Regions from separate parts of the Mus musculus genome. Here region 1 is linked to region 2. The links are chromatin contacts, called in public HiChIP or PLAC-seq maps. All regions are on one chromosome and are shown on one strand. Each heading gives the region's core, a stretch centred on a gene start, on an enhancer-like site or on the middle of the called end of the contact. The rest is flanking DNA. Distances are from core to core; before and after follow the strand shown.

Evidence for each region. HiChIP or PLAC-seq counts read pairs in DNA pulled down with a chosen protein or histone mark.
Region 1: a contact with region 2 is called in an H3K4me3 HiChIP or PLAC-seq map of bone marrow-derived macrophages, with 4 times the contacts expected there. The contact joins the enhancer-like site here to the promoter of Slc25a15 in region 2. A contact is called at or near these places in 3 of 39 promoter capture datasets (the C10 cell line, cranial neural crest and pre-B cells), 2 of 115 datasets of contacts at active chromatin or transcription factors (bone marrow-derived macrophages and memory CD8 T cells) and 1 of 9 other capture datasets (liver).

The regions. Positions count from the first base shown.
Region 1 is chr8:22,931,653-22,937,536 of GRCm38.p6, forward strand. It overlaps Kat6a (K(lysine) acetyltransferase 6A), which reads left to right. Exons shown (of 18, transcript NM_001081149.2): 16 at 463-1,062; 17 at 3,828-4,146. Among named protein-coding and RNA genes, the nearest start is that of Ank1, 40 kb to the right of the region's middle. Within about 2 kb of position 4,144, at least 51 of the 459 cell types and tissues checked have an H3K27ac peak or open chromatin away from gene starts, as enhancers often do. A contact at or near this core is called in bone marrow-derived macrophages, where this site is marked.
Region 2 is chr8:22,394,063-22,400,459 of GRCm38.p6, forward strand. It overlaps Slc25a15 (solute carrier family 25 (mitochondrial carrier ornithine transporter), member 15), which reads right to left and starts at 4,559. Exons shown (of 7, transcript NM_181325.4): 1 at 4,378-4,559; 2 at 1,651-1,765. The coding sequence starts at 1,705. 1810012K16Rik (RIKEN cDNA 1810012K16 gene) reads left to right here and starts at 4,659. Exons shown (of 3, transcript NR_045473.1): 1 at 4,659-4,921; 2 at 5,085-5,216; 3 at 5,383-5,529.

The DNA of each region.
Region 1 (5,884 bases), core at 2,894-5,393, 540 kb after region 2:
TTATGGTTGGGGCTCACCACAACATGAGGAACTGTATTAAAGGGTGGCAACGTTAGGAAGGGTGAAAACCACTGTTATAACCTGTTCTTCCTAGTTTTTCAATTTTTCATTTCTATAAAATGTTATAATCTCATCTACCATCTATAAGATCACAAACACTTACTTTGATATCAAAGATGGCATTTTTTAGTAGTTATGAGCACAAGATAGAGTCAGAGTTCTGAATTTGGGCCTCCGGTTACCTCATTTAGAGACTAGCATCATAATACTTCATTGTATTGTTATGAGAAGTAAACTAATAATTAACTATAAATACATTTTTAAGTGGCCAAAGGGAAAGAGTATTCAGGGTAACTATTAAATACTTAATAATTTTTTTCCAAAGTTCTGTTTTCTTATCTTAACCAAGCAGACTGAAAAAAAATCAATGTTGTTTTTGTTTGTTTTGTTTTCCTTAATTAGGTGGGGAAGTCTGTGTCTCGGGAGAAAAAAGATCAGGAGTCTTCCTCTTTAATAGAAACTGACAAGAAGCCAGAAGTTAAGGAACTAGCCAGTTCTTCACGTTTGAGCAAACAGGCCCTTCCTCGGGACAGTCTTCCTGCAAATAGCCAGCCACCTCGGAGGGGCCGCTGTGGGAGGAAGAACAGAAAGACACAAGAACGCTTTGGTGATAAAGATTCTAAGATGCTTGTGGATGAGACACTATCCGCTTCTCAAGAGCAATATGGAGACTGCGAGGAAAAGTCAGAAACCTCCCAAGAACGGTTCACTGAGATGGAAGAGCAGTTGGCAGCCCCTCAAGTGCAAGCAGACGGGAAACCAGACATCCCCAAGGGGAGGTTCAGTGAGAGCGTTGAGTTGTGGCGAGGACAGCTGAAGAAAAGCCCTGAGACCCTGAAGTGCCGATTGCCAGAAGGAAATGACCGGCTTCCGTGCTGCTACACCGATGGTGACAGGGCTGTCTTTAGGGGCTTCAGCGAGAGCAGTGAGGAGGAGGAAGAGCCAGAGAGTCCCCGGTCAAACTCGCCACCAATTCTCACGAAGCCCACACTGAAAAGAAAGGTGATGCATCTTTGTGTTCGTCCTCTGTAGTTGAGGCTTGCTATGTGGCTTGCTGTGCCGTGCAGTTCTGCAGTAGAGCACACGAGGCTCATGCGCTGTCTCATAAACTCGTGCAGACGCACGAGGGCAAGTAACTAAAGTCCTGGAAAGTGTAGCTCCTGGTACGGTGGCACTGACTGCTTTTTGGCAGACATGTCCCAAGCTGTGGTCTGCATTGCCCAGGCCAGTCACAATGCAGGCTGCCACACTCCAGCCAGGAGAGGAGAGGCAGCTATCTCACCCAGAGCCACGAGGTCATTCCTTTCTGTAGCAGGGGTATTAAAAAGTGCAAGGCTGTTTAAAGGAAGACCTTTAAGAATGTATTTTAGATTTGCACCGTTAATGCAAAGACATAACACAAAATTCTCATAAGCTCCAGACTCTGTGCCTGTGTGAGGCACATTCGTCACAGTTCAACATAGGCGTTACTTAGTACAGACCATGCTTTATTCAGAGTTCTCGTTGGCCTCAGTGGCCTTTCTCTGCTTAGGATCCCACCGAACTTTCCATGTTATGTTAGTTATTCTCTTCTGGGTTGTGAATTTCTCAGACTTTGATTGTCTTTAGTATGACCTTGAAGGTTGTGAGTTCAAGTATTTTATCTGTTATCCATCATTAACTAGAATGAGGTAATGTATTTGAGAGTAAGGCAAAGGAGGCAGAGAAGCAAGCACTAGTCTCATCACATCATCTGGTGGGTATTGTATTGTGTGGCATATGGGAGTCAGGTAGAGGACTCCACTTTGCTGTTGGCCTTGGCCCTCCTGGGTTTCTCTGCTGCTGCTGTTACTTTGTTTCCCCTTTTTCCTGGGGAAGAGGAAAGGCATGAGTGCAGATCGGGCTTAGCCTGGGTGTGGCTACTCACTATAGCAGCAGAGCACCTGCATAGGTTACATAGGTCCCTTCTGCTGTCGCCATTAGAAAGGACCTGGTACTTGAGTTTGTAGCACTGTTTTAAACTTAGCGCCTCCCATCCAGCACTGGCCATGTTTGTTGTGTTGCTCCTGTTTATACTCACAGTATCATCGTCATGGCGAGTTTCTTTTGTTTTAAGTGCTTTCTGATAGTACAAGGTCCTACAAATTTATCTGAAATATTTCTTGCCTCCGCTGCAGAATCAGCCCTTCTCTAAGGAGCAGAGCTATTTTTACTCTAACTTGAAAATTCTCAGTAGATTTTGAAGTAGAGAAAAATTAAAGTGATTAACTCTCCTGTTGATTGCATGATCATAAAGAATGTATCTTTGCAGCCGGGTGTGGTGGCAGAGGCAGGCGGATTTCTGAGTTCGTGGCCAGCCTGGTCTACAAAGTGAGTTCCAGGACAGCCAGGGCTACACAGAGAAACCCTGTCTTGGAAAAACAAAAACAAAAACAAAAACAAAAGAATGTATCTTTGCCATCCTAGGGTTTATTTCTCCAGTTTATGTGGTAAAACAAGTATGCTATTTTCTTGTGTAAAAAACACTAGTATTGGGTGTTAGAGAGATGGGTCAGTGGTTAAGGTACTCACTGCTCTTCCAAAGGTCCTGAGTTCAATTCCTAGCATCCACATGGCAGCTCACCACTGTCTGGTGTGCAGATGAACATGCAGACAAAGTACCCATGTACATAAATACACACATAAATAAAATTTAAAAAGTAATTGTAAATAAAAAAGTAAATGTGTAGAAAACACACAAAAAATATTGTAACAGCCAGTGAACTTGTATGCAAAGTACTTAGACAGTCTTAAAATTTACTGAAGGACGCTCAGGATTATTTTATGGCCTAGATGTATGACCTTGCATAAGTGCTAACCTTTCTAGCCTCTGTACAAGGATGTGATTCAGTCATTCCTGGGCTGTTGTCTCTGTAGCTTGGTGACATCACTGTGTTATGTAAGCTATTAGGTCAGCCCCGTGTCAGTGTGTGCTGTGTGCGCCAAGTCTCAGGCCGTGCTGCTGTTTTCTCTTCTCTGTCAAGTGAATGCATTTCTGCTCTGCGTTTGTGTGCTCTGCTCTAGCTAGTTTCCCCAAATGGCGTGCACATTTATTGATCTGCTAATGCATGGTGATGTATAAGATGGAATGTTTCTATTCCTTTTGCTCTTGAACAGAAGTAGAGGGCGTAGTCTCTGAGGCACTTTAGCATTAGAGCAGGTGGCGCTGTAAAGTGTAAAATGTCGATGAGCTGAGAAGATGCACCAACACCATGTGCTCTCTGGACACTTGCTCTTCATATCAGAGCGGGCCTTAGTGCCCAAAATCTGTGCGGATTTTGTTGTTCCTCCCCCTTCCCCCCCTTCCCCATTCCCCTTCCCCTCCTTCCCCTCCTTCCCCCTTTCCCCCATCCCCCTTCCCCCTTCCCTTTCCTTCCCTTCGCGCGCGCGTGCGTGCGTGAGTGTGTGTAAGAGTACATGTGTATGTGTTGGTGGGCTTGCACTTGGTGGGTGTGTAGAGGTCAGGGGACATTTCTAAGGATTTAGTTCCCCCACTTGTATATGGGATCCAAGGTTGATCCCAGGTTGTCAGGTTGCCCAGTTTGCACAGGAAACTTCACCTGTGGAGCCACCTCACTGACCACACACATCTCTGTGTTCTTAACACTTTGTCTTTACCAGAGTATCTGTTGGCAAACTGCATCTTTGTTTTAAATATGTTAGTTCTGCAAAGCTTTAAAACTTTTATGTTAAAGCAGGGAAAAAAGCTCATTACTATAAATAAAATACCTGCTTTCTTTACTACATAGAAACCGATTCTTCACCGAAGACGAAGAGTCCGCAAGCGGAAACACCACAATAGCAGTGTAGTCACAGAGACCATCTCTGAGACCACGGAGGTGTTAGATGAGCCTTTTGAAGACTCTGACTCTGAGAGACCAATGCCACGACTGGAGCCTACATTTGAGATGGAGGAAGAGGAGGAGGAGGAGGAGGAGGAGAGTGAGCTCTTCCCCAGAGGGTACTTCCATTGCCTGTCCTCACAGGACATCCTTAGGTGTCAGTCCTCCTCCAAGAGGCCGTCTAAAGAGGAAGAGGAGGAGGAGGAGGAGTCAGACGACGCAGATGGTAGGTTTACACACTGTTCCTTAGAGTAGTTTCTGTGTGTCTTTGAAAATAGAGAAGTAATCACTACAGACCCTTCCTTCCCCAAAGGGCTGGGAATGAACACAACTCACTAAGACAGGAAGGGGAAAGGTTGGCCACCTCTGCAGATATGGGGTTTATCTATCCATAGTCACGTCTGCATGTAAACGCGCTTCTTTAACCTGATCTCTTCTTGCTTTGCAGGAAATCTTAATTATTGGAAGGCCTTCCTTTTCACCTAATGTTGCCTAGGTTTTTGTCTGAATCCTCAGTTAAAGGGTGTTGGCATAACTGAGTACTGGATTCTGTGGTCTGCAGCTCGCTGAGTGCCTAGGTTTGGTGCTCAGCAGCTCTGGTAACTGAGTGACTGAGGAGGAGCCACCTGAGCATCCCTGGGGACCTCTGCCCTCTGTTCAGGAACCTTCCTGAACCATGCGTCTGATGGTGTTTACTCGCAGAGTAATCTCTTCCTTCTCGTTGTTTTGTGTTTATCTTGTTTTGTTATTTAAGACTCACTATACAGAGGTCTGACCTGCCTCAGCCTATTTGGTTCTGGGATTATAGGTGTGTACAACCCAGTAACCAGTCGTACATTTCTAATAAGTGACAATGATAACAAAATAAGCTACGTTGTATGGTGTAGCTAACATTCCGTCAATTACTATTAAAATAGACATATTCCCATGTACAGAAGCAGGCTCATTTGAGATGAGCGAGGAAGAAGGCAGGCTTGTTGGGTGCTGTGTCACCTACACCTCCATCATGTTTGTTCTGATGCCTCTGTCAGCCTTTGCATTTTCACAGGCAACTTAGAAGAAATTGTGTTGCCTGGTATTGCTTTGTACTACTTTATTTTATTTTATCTTATTTTATCTTTTGCCTTTTTTGGAAGAGCGTTTTATTTTATTCTCTTAAAATCTTGGCTTCAGACCTAGTACATAGGACCTGTATTTTTCTGACAGAATGTGTAGCTTGATAGTGATGAGCCCTGAGCTCAGACCTAGAATCAAAACCAAAACCTTTGTGGTATGTGTGTGTGCGCGCATGTGTCTATGTGTGTATATACATGTGTGTATATGTATGTTCATGTGTATGTGTGTGAATTTGTGTGCATGTGTGTGTATATTTGTATGTGAGAGAGCATATATGTGTTTGTGCATGAGTATGAGTATACATGGCAGGAGAAGACAGAAGAATTATAAGTGTGTGACACAGTCTGGCTGACCCACTTGCTGTAGCCTCTTAGGTGTTGGAAATCACAGCATACCTCACACAGTTTTCTTATTGTAAGGCTTACTCAATGATGCATGTTTTTAATGTAGTGATGATCATTAAGGTTCTTGCTTTATTTATTATAATAGGTGATGACCCAGTTTTCCTCTTGTTAGATATTGCTGTGTGTCTAGGGACCTGAGACTGTTTTGGTGTGATTGGCACTTGGTGCTGTGCTCTGTCTTGATTCACTTTGTCACAATGGTCTCTCTCCTGTGAGCTCCTATGACCTTGACAGTTCTTACTCAGACTGCTGTTGCCTTTGCTGACTTCCCAGATGTACCACAAACAAACCTTTAATTCTCTCTTCCTCTACATTCATACCCTTCTAAACTTATTAATAACTGAGAATGTATTTAATGCATTGAATTCTACTTTAAAATGATTTAAAGTTTATCTTCTGTGTCTTGCCACAATTAGGAAAAGTAATGCTACTGTTGAATTTATT
Region 2 (6,397 bases), core at 3,309-5,808:
CTCTAGGGGCAGCCTTTTTTTTCCAAGCCCAAGGACAGACCCTAACTGCAGGCAGCAGAACCAATTTAATGTCACTATATAGACAGCTTATTGTCATTTTAAAAAGAAATAGCCCACCAGTATGTCTTCTATAAAAGGCTCCCAACAATATTGTTATAATTTACATAAAAACTATACCATTAGTGCCTCTCAAATATTCAAATGTGCAGTCAGGAAGAGGCAAGCTTCTTAAAAATTATTATCATAAAGCCTTGTTCTTAGACTGCCTTAAGAGCACAGAACACTGGCATTTGAGAATCTCTCAAGACTACACACCTTCTTACTGCAGAAGCAAGACCTGTTCGTACCCACAGTGCTGTCTCCTTGCCAGACCTAGTGGATGTGTTTTGTCATTTACAATCAGCAGCCTCCACAGTACGGCATCAGGACCATAGGGAGGGAATGGGGTCCACGGGATCACCCTGTCCTCCCTTCTACAGAGTAGGAGAGACTGACATGAAGACCCACAGCGGTTAGTAACTAACACATTGGGGTACAACCTTGCTAGTTGCTGGCCTGCCTATCAGCCTGGGACACTCCTTGTCTCTAACCTGCAGAGGTGCCGGTGCCTGGTGATCCTTATCAGCCTTCCTCTAGAGCCAACTTTAGTTGACCTTTGGTTCATGGAGGGGGGTGGAAAAGCTGGGGGAGGAACAAGAGAGGGGATTGTTGTCTGTACAGGATTTTTTTTACAAGTGGAAAAAGAACAGAGTAAGGAATGGTAGTCCCCTGACCCCATTTGATCTGTGTTGATCCAAGAGGTCATACTGGATAAAAAGATCATCACACAACGTGGTGCTATGGCCTCCCCCATTTACACGAATTAATACGAGGGGAGGGGCTTGGGGGGGGAATAGGGCAGATCAAAGGTCCTTTGCCTCTGAGATGACACAGAACTCTGAAAACAAAAATGGCAGCTCTTTTTGTCCCAGACTAAGCTTTTCCCAATGCCTGCAACAGTAACAAGGACGAACAGAACAAGTAACAAGGAAGCTGGGTAAATGGCTCAGCAGTGAAGAGTGCTTGCTGACCATCTAGAGGGACCAGCTCTGGTTCCCAGCACCCACATGGGTGGCCCACAATTACCTATGACTCCAGCTCCAGGGGATCTGATATCCCCCCTTCCACCCACCTCAGGCACCTGCACACATGTGGCAGATACACACACACACAAACGTACACAAACACACACACACGTACATGTAAATAAAACAAAAATAAATCTTAAAAGCAAAAAAAAAAAAAAATGAAAACAGTAGCTGGCATTGTGTACTACAAAGATCTTCAGACCGTACGGCTGCCACCTGTGTATCCCAGCATGTGACAGACAGTAGCCAAGTGAGCTCATTTTTGGAACTGAGATGTTTTCTAGCAATCCTAAGGACATTTCCATCCTTCACGCTGACTGGTGAAGCTTTAACAGAATTAAACACTACTGGGTCGTACTTGCTGACGTGCTCTGAACAAAATCACATTTCTGTTATATCGATTCATTCTGAGGTTAAAGGATATTACCTGTGGGGTAACAAAGAGTGTATTTCTAAGCCACTCTGAGGAACTACTTCAGGGATACAGGAAGAAGAATATCCCCTCAACACCCCACCCCCTTACCTGCAGCCCCTGCTGTGAGGTCGATGGCAGCTTGGATGGCTGGATTGGATTTCATGGCGTTACTGGTTTCTGTGGAAGGCGATTCTCTGGAGGGAAGGGAATGTACCACATATCCCTGGAAAGAAGCAAAAGTTCAGTTAGGCCAGCCTCTTCAGTCCCCCATTCTATAAGCCTGCTACATTACTGAACTTAACTTCCAGGAGTGGGACTGTAGGTTCCTAAGGAGTCCTGATGTATCAACACAGCAACAAACACCAAATAAGGACAGAGTGAGGGATGGTAGTCCCCTGACCCCACGTGATCTGTTGATCCAAGAGATCATACTGGATAAAAGAATATCACACAGCATAGTGCTATGGCCTCCCTCATTTACACAAATTAATACGGGGACAGGTATTAATCACAACTGGCCCAGACCACAGCAGACAGTTTCAGAGGCCTGTGGTGAAAGTTCAGTCTACCAAGCTCAGTCTTAAGTACCATCAGCAGCCTGTGCTGCTCAGCATCAGAGCCTAGGAGCTCCACTGAGTCACATAGCTCCTAAGCCGGAGGTCTTCATCTAGACAAGGTGGGTTGTAAAATTACCATATACAGATGGCCATAAATGCCATGAGGCCCACAAGAGGGCCCTGGCCCTGTTCTTGTCACCTCCACTCCGCCACATCTCAGCAGTAAATGTGGAGATTTGCTACACTGCTGTGTAGTCAGATTCTGACTCAACGGGCCTCAAGCGGGACTAGAGAGTCTCGGAGCGTAAATCCAAGGAAGGCAGGTCATGTGAGCCAGCCACACTTTGGTGCAACATCTGGACTTCTGGGTTCCAACTTTGCTTGATGAGAATCCCAGGGGTATATCCCAAAGAGTCAAACTGCTGCTGTTCTCTTTACAGCAAGACTTGAAATGTTTGGGTTTTTTTTAAAGGCTTTGGGGAAACAAAGTTTCCTTCTACCTTTAGACAAAAAAAAAAAAAAGAAAGAAAGAAAGAAAGAAAGAAAGAAACCTTTCTGAGAAATGAATTTAACATTAACTAGAAAGGAGAATGACTCAACATACAAGATCCAAGTTACCAATCATCCAAAACTATTCTGTATGCTCTCAAAATACAGAATTAATTTACACGTAACAGAGAACAATTTTACTCCTCATCACAATGAAGGGGCTGGTGCATTAGGCCAGGACTCTTTCAAATACCAAAGCCATCCAAAAAGTCCAGAAAATAAGGGCAGAATTTAAAAAAAAAAAAAGTCAATGACCTTATTCCAAGAACCTTTCTTTCTTTTAAAACTAGCAACCTGGTGATTACAGAAACACCTGTGCCTACATTTTTGCAGGGAAAGTAAAAGACCAACCAGGTGGTGGGGAGTATCCACAGTGGTCTCAGAGGAGCTTCAATGTGTTCATTTGTTTCCTCAGGAACTATTCTTTACTAACTTTGGAGGCATAGAAAAGTGTATCTAATTAGGCAGTCACTATAAATCCAACCCTTTCACATACACCAAATGAAAACATTTCAAGTCCTAGAGAAATAATATGTGCAGAATTAACCTTTAATCCCCCCCCCCCCTCCAAGAGCCAAAGGGACAGTAAGTTTGCTGTGAACTTGAGTCTCCTAGAAATGTTAGAAAGGCCATGAAGTCGCATCAACTTGGGGACAAGACCTACATGAGGATGAAAGCAATAGACACACTAACATGGATAAGGAAATCTCGGGGGAGGGGGTCTCAACCCTTGACAAAGAACTACAAACGAGTAAGGAAAGCTGGGAATGGGGGCATAGTCTTCCCCAGAGTACAGTCCCCAGTTGGTTATCCACCATATAGAGACAAGTAGCATTATATGTCCTGAGAAAAAGAGGCCATGAATTTGAAAGGGGGTAGGGGATATGGTTACACCGAAGGGGTTAGGCGTAGAAAAGGGAAGGGAGGAAATGATGTTAATTACAATTTTAAAAAGATATATTTTTTTAAGTGCTTTCCCGTGCTGGGAATTAAACCTAACTTCCTGCATACCAGGAAAGTACTCTTAACACTTAGCCCCCTTCTCAGGGGTATCTGTCAAATTATAGAAGACAGAAACGCTACTAACAGATGAACCCAGAAAGAATGCACAAGGACCTGAGTATCACCTGTGGCTTGGGGGATATGCAGGACCTGCAAAAACCAGACCGGTCTGCGCGGATTTAAACTAATTTAGGAGCCTGCTGTACCATTTGGAGTAGAAACCCCGAATCCTTTGAGCGTCTCACCCTCTTCCTTCAAACTACCCAGCAGTCCCAGAAACAACGCCGCCGACACAACCACTGGTTCCTAGGGTGCCAGAAAGAACTTCCCGGGTGCTCAGCGCAGGTGAGGCTGCCTTTCGCTAAGGAGGGACCCGTCTGGAGCTGCAGCTGGAGCTGCAGCTGGGCTGCAGAAGGCCGCCTGCCTGCCACCACCATCAATCGAACCCCTCGGGCCCAGCCCGGGACAACCGGGGTGCCAACTACTGCCGCAGCTGCGGAGCGCTTCACCCGGCCTGACCCGGATTCTGCTCTGCTCCGCGCAGCGCGCGCACACTGGCCACCGCGCCCGCCCGCCCGAACCTCCGCGTCTCCCGGGACCCCGCAGCGAGCCCGGTGCGCGCGCCCGGAGCCGCGGCACGTGTGCGGCAGGGCGGGGACTGTCAGCCGCGTTCCCCAGCCGGGCCGGTCGCCCACTCGCTCGCTCCCGCCCGCTCCCGCAGCCTCACCGCCGCGCCTGGCTGTGTCCGGCTCGCCCTCTGCCGCCCGCGCGCTCCGCTGGCGGCCGCGGGCCCCCGGGCAATTTTTAAGGTCGCCCTGTGGGTCCGGCCCTCGGGCCCTCCCTCCTGAGACCCCCTCCACCAGCCCTCCCTCCGGAGGCCACGCCCTCCTGAGGGCCCGCCCTCTCGAAGTCCCGCCCTACCGGCCCTCCCCCACGCGAGGCCCCCTCCGCCCCTCCCTCCCGAAGGCTGGCCAAGGAAACGGAAATCTGCTCTCCTCGCTGACTGCCGAGCTGGCAGCCTCCGGGAGGACTCACCTTGAGGTCTCCCAGCGTTATCCAGCCCCAGGAGGCTGTGGCTTTAACAGTAAATGGAAAGTACTAGAATGGTAGTGGTGAACTATAAGTTCCCTTATGGGCAGCTTTTTAAATCATCTGTTTATTTGTCTACAGACAGGGTCTCGCATAGCCCAGGCTTAACTTGCTATATGGCTGAGGGTGGTCAGGAACTTCCTGATCTTCCTACCTCCCCCTTCCAAGAGAAGGAATTTCAGGTTTGTTCCACCAGGCTTGGATTTGTGAGGTGGCTGGGATGAAACGTGGGGCTTCCTGCATGCTAGGCAAGCGCTCTGCCAACAGAGCTACATCCCTAGGTTTTAGTTGCTTGTCTGATTGTCTATTTTGTGTCGCTTTAGGTTTCATTCTTTCTCCCCTAAGGAAATCCATTCCCAGGAACATTATGGAAAAGACAACAATATAAGCTGCCGCTGCAGGTTTTATAGTTCCCAGCGATATATTCCTGAGGCTTTAATTAGAAGCTCAAAGTGACGCTGGAGTGAGGGCGCAGAGGTAAAGAACCTTTGATACTTATCAACTTGACTCAGCCTAGAATCAGTAGAGGGATTGCCTAAATCCAGTCAGTCTGAGGATGGAAAGGTCCGTAGCAGCAATGTCTTGATCAGTAATTGATGCTGGAGAGCCCAGCCCACTATGGGTGGTGTCATTCCTCTGGCAGGAAGTCCTGGATTGGAGGGGGGAAAAAAGCATCGTCCAGAGATCAACCAAGAAAGTGAGTCGGTAATCTGTATTCCTACATGGCTTCTGCCTTGACTTCCTGCCTTCCGTCAATCTGGAAGAGAATGCCAAATAAACCTTTTCCAAGCTGCAGTTTAGGCAACAGTGTTTCATTGCTGCAACAGAACGAAACTAAAATTCAGTTCTTAGCCCACATCTGGTAGCGCCCAAGTCCAGCGCTGGTGTGTATCCAGCTCCCCCGTCTGGCTTCTGTAAGCATCTGCAGGTTCCTTCAGGGGTACACACACACACACACACACACACACACACACACTACACATAAATAAAATAAATCTTTAAAAAAGAATCATAAAATCAAAAGGAGCAGGGAATACTTAAGAAAACTGTGGTTCACAGGAGTGATAAAACTATCTTTAACTCTAGCCCTATTCAATTGGAAGAGTCTCAGGGTCATGTGACCCCTACACCACCAGCTTCCCACTCCGCTTCAGCCTCCCTATGAGCCTTTTCACGTTTTTAAAGATTCCTTTAATTCTGAAATTGATGTGTATGTATGAAAACATGCATGCTGGCACCTGTGGAGGCTGCAAGGCAAAGTTGTCCCTTGAACAACAAGAGGTACCAGTGGTGAGCCGTCTTCCTTGTGTGCTTCCTTTATAGTGATGTGTTTGTGTGTCAAGTTGAGGGGGGAGTGTCAATTGTACTGGCTGGTTTTGTGTGTCAACTTGATCCAGGCTGGTGTTACCACAGAGAAAGGAGTTTAGTTGGGGAAGTGCCTCCATGAGATCCAGCTGCAAGGCATTTTCTCAATTAGTGATCAAGGTGAGAGGGCCCCTTGTGGGTGTCCCTGGGCTGGTAGTCCTGGGTTCTATAAGAAAGCAGGCTGAGCAAGCCAGGGGAAGCAAGCCAGTAAGTAACATCCCTCCATGGCCTCTGCATCAGCTCCTGCTTCCTGACCTGCTTGAGTTCCAGTCCTGACTTCCTTTGGTGATGAA